Linked DNA regions of Anas platyrhynchos: region 1 is linked to region 2. The links are chromatin contacts, called in public Hi-C maps. All regions are on one chromosome and are shown on one strand. Each heading gives the region's core, a stretch centred on a gene start, on an enhancer-like site or on the middle of the called end of the contact. The rest is flanking DNA. Distances are from core to core; before and after follow the strand shown.

Region 1 (3,482 bases), core at 122-2,621, 220 kb after region 2:
AGTATGATTACAGACAAGAGATGGAAATCCACAGGAAAGGAACTTTGTTACTTGTTTCTATTTGCAGGATGTCTGCATTTCCTCTCCTAACCACCTTGGCTCTTTACCTACTGTGACTTTGTCTTCTAATTTCAATAAACATGAATTTGTTTGTAGGATAGGGGCTTGTGACTTGTATCTCAGGGAAGGTTTCTTTTAGAACCTGTGCTGTTGTTTCTGTAACTTTACAACAAAATTGCTAAGCTGTTACAATTTTTATGTGAGTTGTCCCCTTCACCCTAAACCAGCAGGTCTTGAAGCAGGCAGAGAAATCAGCTCCAGCTTCATCTGAAAACAGCTGCTGCCAGGAAGGCTGGCCAGAAGGCACTGGCCTGAGGAGATAAGAGGATTCAACGCTTATAGTAGTTGTTGCCTTCAAAAAAGAAATGGGAGAAGGGAAAATTTAGGCAACTACCTGGAAAGAGCCTTTTACTCTTTTCAAATGCTGATTGGTGTTTTATTTTAAAAGCTAACTCAGCTGTTACCCTGTCAGCGGAATGAAGCAGTCCCTGCCCAGCAGTTCCAAATGCAGGAAGGGTGAAGGGACTGAGCCATCCCGCAACAGAAATGACAGCGATGCTCAGCCCTTGTGCTGCTGGGCTGCCTCCTGCCCCCTTGCTGCTCTGACATTCCTGCCCTTTCAGTTAACGGTATGGCAGATGCTGCCTCACAGAAAGACAGAAGATGAAATTACATGAAAGTGAAGCAAAAAGAGCGCAGGGCCGACAGTTCTGGCATGGGTTTGTTGTTACCTGCGTGGATTCCTGTGGTCTTCTGGCCGCGTCTGGTTTCCTCCTTTTCCTTTCCCCTCTCCCGAACAGGGTTGGCGAGGGGCCTTTTGCAGGGTTTGGTGGCCCAGAGCCCATTTTCCTCTATTTCCACATCGTGCGGCTTCCCCCACCCCTGCTCAGCCGGGGGCAGCCCAGCAGAGCCCCGAGACCACCCCAACCCTCCTTTCCCCCCTCAGGCCGCGTGCCAGGCCCGTTACCTTGCCGTAGGCCGCCTCTGTCTCGGCGATGCTCCTGTCCAGCTCGCTGCGTGCGGCCAGGTGCCCGGCCAGGCTCTCGTTGGTGCGGGCCAGCCGCTGGCTCAGCGCCCCGAGCCTCGCCTGCAGCCGCCCCCGCTCCGCCTCCTCCTCCCGGATCCGCTCGCTCAGCTCGTCCCGCCGTGCCCGCAGCTCCGCCAGCCCTGCCCGGCCCGGCCCGGCCCGTCAGCCCCCGGCTTGGCACGGCACAGCCCGGCCCCGCTCACCCGCCCGACCCCGCTCACCCTCCAGCAGCGCCGCGTTGTAGCCCTGCAGCGCCGCTCCCGCCTCGCCCATGGCGGCTCCCGGCCCGGCCCCGCCAACGGCCCCGCCGCGCTCCGCCTCTTCCTGAGGTGCGGCCCGCATGGAGCCACCGGCGGCCGCGGGGCTCTCGGCGGCCTGGCACCGGCTCAGCACCGCCCTGGTGCCGCCCGCGGCCCTGGGGCTGGTGAGCGGGGGGCGGCCGGGGGAGGGCCGGGGGCTCGGGGAGCCGCGGGGGGGGGGGGAGCCGCAGCCGCCCTCAGTTTGGGGCCGGGGGAGTTGTGGTGCCTGAGGGGATCCCGGGTCCGCTCCCTGTCCCTCCGCTCTCGGGGCTGGTTTTGTGCTCGCCCTCTCGCCCTGACGAGGTGCCGTGGCCCAAACGCCCTCCGTGGTGGTGGAACAGTGGCCGAACAGATCGCTGCTTCCTCCCCCGGTGCTGCGGCTCTCTGCCGGGTTGCGCCCTGCAGAAGGCAGTTTTGGGGTTTTGTCGCAGGGCCTGGTGTTTTGGGGGGCACAGCACCAGCCTGTGTCTGCTGCAGCGGCCACCGAGGGGACTATGTTTGGGAAATGGGCCTCTGAGGCGGATGCTGGGCTTCCAGCAGTGCTCTGAGACCCCGGCACCCACCGGGTGCTGTTCAGCAGGGCCGGCGTGCGTTTGGTCCCCACTCCTCGGGCCGAGCGGGCTCTTCTGCCACAGATCCACCTACAGAAGTGTGCGTGTGCTTGACGTGCTGTCCCCTCTGCTTTCCAGGCAGCGCCAAGGTCTGATCCTGTGGGGCCGCTGAAGGATGCCGACCTGCGGGCTGCCCTGGAGGTGCTGCGCTGTTACGACCTGCACTCGATCGTGGAAGAGTGGTTCATCGAGGTGTTGCAGACGGACCTCCAGGCGAATATAGCCCCCGAGTTCTGGAACTGCATTGGCCAGTATGAAAACACAGCGGAGGAGCCTCAGTGCTCCTCGCTCCTTCTGGACGCGTTTTGTCTTCTCAAGTGCCGCCTGGACCCCTACCTGAACAGCCTGGAGCTCCTGGAGAGATGGACCAAGGCGGGCTTGCTGCTGGGGACAGGCGCTCAGATGCTGCAGGAGAAGGTCTACACCATGTTCAAAGCTATCCTTTTTTTCTCCACCACAAAGTCCTTCCAAGAAATGATCCAGCAGTTCTATAGCCGCACTTTCCGGATATACATGCGGCAGTGGAAGAAAGGAGAAGAAGGAATGAACGAGTGTGAGAGCAGCATGAGTGAGAACGAGCAAGAGAGTGATACGGAGGAGGGCGGAGGAGAGAGCCAGGTGTGCGCAGGCTGCGGCAGTAAGAGGGAGCAGTGCTGGTGTCCCAAAGCCATGGAGCAGTTTCAGCAGCTCAATGACATTCTGTACGTATGTTATGAGGTGATGCTGTCTCAAGAACAAGCAGATAGTCCAGGGAGGGTGGCAGCAGCAGCTCTTGTATCTGAAAACTGGAGGAGTTGTGCGTGGGGTTATGCAGGCAGTGACATAGTACTGCCTAGGGAACTTCACACAGTTTCTGTGGCTGCTGGCTAGCTGGTGGCTGAACTAGAGCAGATCTTTAGACTGAAGTTCTTTTTACTGGCTGTGGGAATATCGCTGTCTTTTTCTAAGGCCTTCTGTTCCAAATAAGCAAACTTCTCTAAATGAAAAAGCTTCTGGTAGCTAGAAAATAATGCTTCTGAATGAGATGGGACAGCAGTAGTTTCATCTATCATATATGTAGTGCATCTGTGCAGGCTCTCAGAGTGTTTAAATTTAAAACTGTTCCTGCATCCATGGACCACGCAGGGAGACAGGTGCCTTCAGTTAGTTAGATTTTCTTTATTTGCTTGTACTTTTGCTTTTAGTCACTCTGAATTGGGTCTCTCTCTGTGTCTGCAGCCGCCGGCTGAATTTGCTGGAGAGAGTGAGCGCCGATGCTGTCACAACCATCTTGCACAGGATGATCGAGGAGAGGATGGAGCAGAGATGCAGGGGCGAATATGAGCACTCTTTCCTGAATGAGTTCCAGGAGGTGAGGAAGGTGGGGGGGCAGTCAGGGCCCTTGCTCTGGAGATGTGGAGCTGCTCCTGTTACTGGCAGAGCAGCTCAGGCCAAATTCCTGATTTCACCTGAAAATGCCTGTTCCTGGGCTGTGACTTCCTGGGC
Region 2 (3,411 bases), core at 642-3,141:
GCAGTGTGCTTGTTCTTCAAGAGACCTTGTAGACAAGTATTTGGGGTTTCAGCCCTGAATGCAGTCCTGTGAAGTGGAAGCAAACACAGCATCCCTCCCCATCACAGCTCTATCCAGCCTTCGTGGTTTTGTTTTTAAAAAACACTTTAAGGACTTATCTGTCAGTCTTCATTACAGACTGGATGCTCACAGAGAACACAGGTAACGTGCGCCTTCTCTCCAAATGTGAAAAACTGCATTCTAATTAAATTACCTGATACTCAAGCTTTGCAGTACTTCGTGTTTAGAAAGCCTCATAAAAAAAAAAGTACCTCTGGGCAGTGCTACAGTCTCCACACAGAACTGTTTCACAGAACCATTTTCTCAAAAACTCCAATACTTGAGGGTCAGGGAAAAATGTTATTTCCAGCAATTTACTTAGAATTTCGGTATTTTTACTTCATAAGCAGCCGCATGTAACTCTTAAGTGCTGCTTGTATATGTTTCATTTTATGTAAGGCATTGCTCTTTCAGGAACCTATCTCAAAAACAGTTTTTGAGGTGTATTTCAAATTTAAGCATCTATCTTCAAAGGTCAAGCATCTGCACTGCTAATTAACTATATCTTGATTTACTTCAAAGGAGTTTTGAGGCTTGGGAAAGCTTGGAATAATTGTGACATTCAATACAGGCTACAGCTCCTGCTCAGAGAGCTTAGAGTAAGGCTTTGTTGGAGGTCTTATCCCTGTTTTAGGGGAACACTTCCCTTTAGCTAGTGAGAAATTCATTTGAGCATTCTGCTTTTGGCTGTGCTCGCGATTTGCAGCAGAGCTGTGGCAGTACCGACCAGGGATGCTTCAGCTCGAAGAGGCTCGTTCCACAGCTCCAGACTCTGCTGGAGGCAGAGGAGCCCTCCCTCCTTCCCGGAGGTCAGGCACATTTGCTTCTGTGGCCTGGAGAGCAACTTCCTCCTGTGATTACCAGCGTGTGGTCAATCAGCTCTTGTCTGAGAGCAGGACACCCACACATGCAATTATACACACGGTGCAAGCCAGCTGACACCCTCCCTGCTCACTGATGAGGTACAAGCTGCCAGTTTCCCCCACCGCGATTTAAATCACACATTGCAGAAAGACAAAGCGGAAGGATCAGCTTTTAATACCCACTGACAGAAACAGTCCCGGATTTGTGGGCGCAGGTCCAGTCTCTCCCACCACCGCTCACGGCAGCGGCCGCGGGCATCCCCCCGCTGGCTCCCTAGCGCACGTAGTTCTTGGGGAAGAGCTGGAAGAGCTTGCCCTCCTGCGTGGGCTCGAAGCCGTACTTCTGCAGGTCGTTGGGGTCGAAGGCGCCTTCCTTCACGTCCTTCTCGATGCGCGGCGCCACCACCTCGCTGAAGAGCAGCTTGGCCGTCAGCGGCGGCTCGGAGCCCTCGGGGGCGCGGTACGAGACGTAGGGCTTGAGCTTGAAGCCCGCCAGGTCGGGGACGACGAACTGCGGCACCATCTCCTTGACCAGGAGGAACTTCTTGTTGGCGGTCAGCACGCCCGGCCTCTTGGCCCCGCGGCCCTTGTTGTGGCTGCGGGGGCCGCGCTTGCTGGTGAACGGGGACATGCGGTCGGCGCCCCGCACCAGCCCGCGGGCCAGCTGGGCCAGGAGCCCCATGCCGGGCCCCTCAGGAAGCGGCGGGACGGGAGGAGGAGGCGGCGCCGGGCCGAGAGCTGCGGGCTCCGGGCTCTGCCCCCGGCTCCGCCACCGCCGCCTCACCTCACACAACCCGCACCGGCACCCCGCAGCACCGCCCGCTCCCACTGGCCGGAACGGGCTGGCCAATCCGCAGCGCCTATCTTAGCTCTCTCTCGGCGCGGGGCCAATCAGCAGCGAGGAGGCCGGCTGGGCGCTCCCCTCAGCGGCGGGGGCGGGGCCGGGCCTGGCTTCGGCTCCGCTCGGCCCCGTTCGGCTCCGTTCGGCTCCGCTGGCAGCGCGGGGCCGCCCGGGGGCTCCCGGCGGTGCCGGTGCCGGTACCGAGCCCCCCCCCCCGGCTGCCGCCTGCCCGCAGCGCGGCTCCCCGCTCGCTCCCCGCAGTGTGAGGTGCGTGAGCGCGGCGGGGCAGCGGAGCCTTCCCGGGGAGCCGTTGGGGGAGGTGGGCGCCGCGCGGCCCCCGCCCGCGGGTTCGGGGTTTTTGGCCCCAAAATGAGCGCGGGGGGGGGGGGGGCGGTCGTTCTCCCTGCTGAGCTCTGGGCTTCTTCCCTCAGGGCCCCGGCACCGCCAGGCATGGAGGAGGAGGAGGAGGGCAACGGCACCGGCCTGGAGGTACGGCGGGGACGGGGGGTACCGGGGGGTGTCGGGGTCTCTGCCGCTCTCTGTGGCGTTTCCCCGTCACGGCCGTGCTGCGGGCGGCGCTGGCGTTTCAGGGCTTTTCCCCCTCTGGGTTTCACCGTCTGACGCCTCAGGATCCGTGCGGCTCTCGCCGTGCTGTATTTGACCATTTTTCGGTTTATTTTCGCCACAAGCCCTCCGCGCTCTGCGCCGCGCTCCCGGCTGCGGCCCCTCCGTGCCCTCTGCTTGGCCGTCAGTCCCTCAGGGACTCGTTGCTCTTCCCCTGATGCCACACAGGGGCTGCGATGGGAACTGGCCGCTGTTGGATCTAAAAGCCACACACAGCACGCTTGTATGCAGGCAAAAGGCGTTTTCTGGTGAAAATCCAGCATCCAGTCAAGCCATAGGCATGCAGCCAGGTGTGCACAGGGAAGCCTGTTTGGGGGAATTCTGGTTTAAGGTCCTGCTTTCTGCACCCGGGGAGGCTTCGCACCCCTCCCTGCGGGGCACGGCTCGCTGTTTACCTTTGATTGCGATGCAAAGTTCTGGAGCTCCCGCTGGAGCTGCTCCTGTGCCCCGTACTCTGGATGGGTGTGAGCCTTACTGACGTAGCTCCGTGTTTTTATCTACTGTGAAATTTTCATGAAGAAAATAAGAACTAAACCTTGGGAAAAAAGCAGGCAAGTTATTTTCACGACACTACATACCCTTAGCCTATCGCCGCTTCATTTTCCAGTGAAGTGCTGGTCCTCTCAGGGATGTTCCAAACAAGTTTTGTGTCCGAGTGTTGTCTGAAGGCTTCTGAGGACAACGTCAAGTCCTTGAACGCAGGTGCTGGTAGTGGAGGCTCCGTCCTGCAGCCGTGGGATGTTGGGGCTGTGCAGGGCTGGTGATTTAACAATTTCACAGCTGTCCCAGGGGCTGTTTTCCTATGAACAGCTGCTTACATGGCTGTGGTACCTGGGAGGTCAGATCCTGCTTGTTGGCTTTCCCTGCTGTTGCCAAAGGATCGCCAGTGCTTGCAAGTCTCCCCATGCTGCGGGGGGAACGTTGTTCACGCTGGTGGTTGTAATAAACCATACACGAGCCTCTCAGTTTCTCCTGGAGGTCTGA

Evidence for each region. A called contact is a pair of places that touch in the nucleus more often than the background predicts.
Region 1: a Hi-C map of small yellow follicle shows a contact between it and region 2, with 3 times the contacts expected there. The contact joins the promoter of ANAPC2 here to the promoter of PNPLA7 in region 2. A contact is called at or near these places in 4 of 8 Hi-C or Micro-C datasets (liver, skeletal muscle, small yellow follicle and 1 more).

What each region holds. Positions count from the first base shown.
Region 1 is chr18:4,579,994-4,583,475 of IASCAAS_PekinDuck_T2T, forward strand. ANAPC2 (anaphase promoting complex subunit 2) reads left to right here and starts at 1,372. Exons shown (of 13, transcript XM_027470949.3): 1 at 1,372-1,511; 2 at 2,076-2,698; 3 at 3,216-3,348. The coding sequence starts at 1,428. It overlaps SSNA1 (SS nuclear autoantigen 1), which reads right to left and starts at 1,443. Exons shown (of 4, transcript XR_011804027.1): 1 at 1,309-1,443; 2 at 1,028-1,227; 3 at 1-412.
Region 2 is chr18:4,358,642-4,362,052 of IASCAAS_PekinDuck_T2T, forward strand. PNPLA7 (patatin like domain 7, lysophospholipase) reads left to right here and starts at 1,892. Exons shown (of 36, transcript XM_038188048.2): 1 at 1,892-2,070; 2 at 2,235-2,292. The coding sequence starts at 2,254. It overlaps MRPL41 (mitochondrial ribosomal protein L41), which reads right to left and starts at 1,792. Exons shown (of 1, transcript XM_027471108.3): 1 at 1,117-1,792. The coding sequence starts at 1,644. The coding sequence ends at 1,237. It overlaps LOC113845479 (a long non-coding RNA gene), which reads right to left. Exons shown (of 3, transcript XR_003501073.3): 1 at 3,006-3,411; 2 at 2,823-2,927; 3 at 2,447-2,733.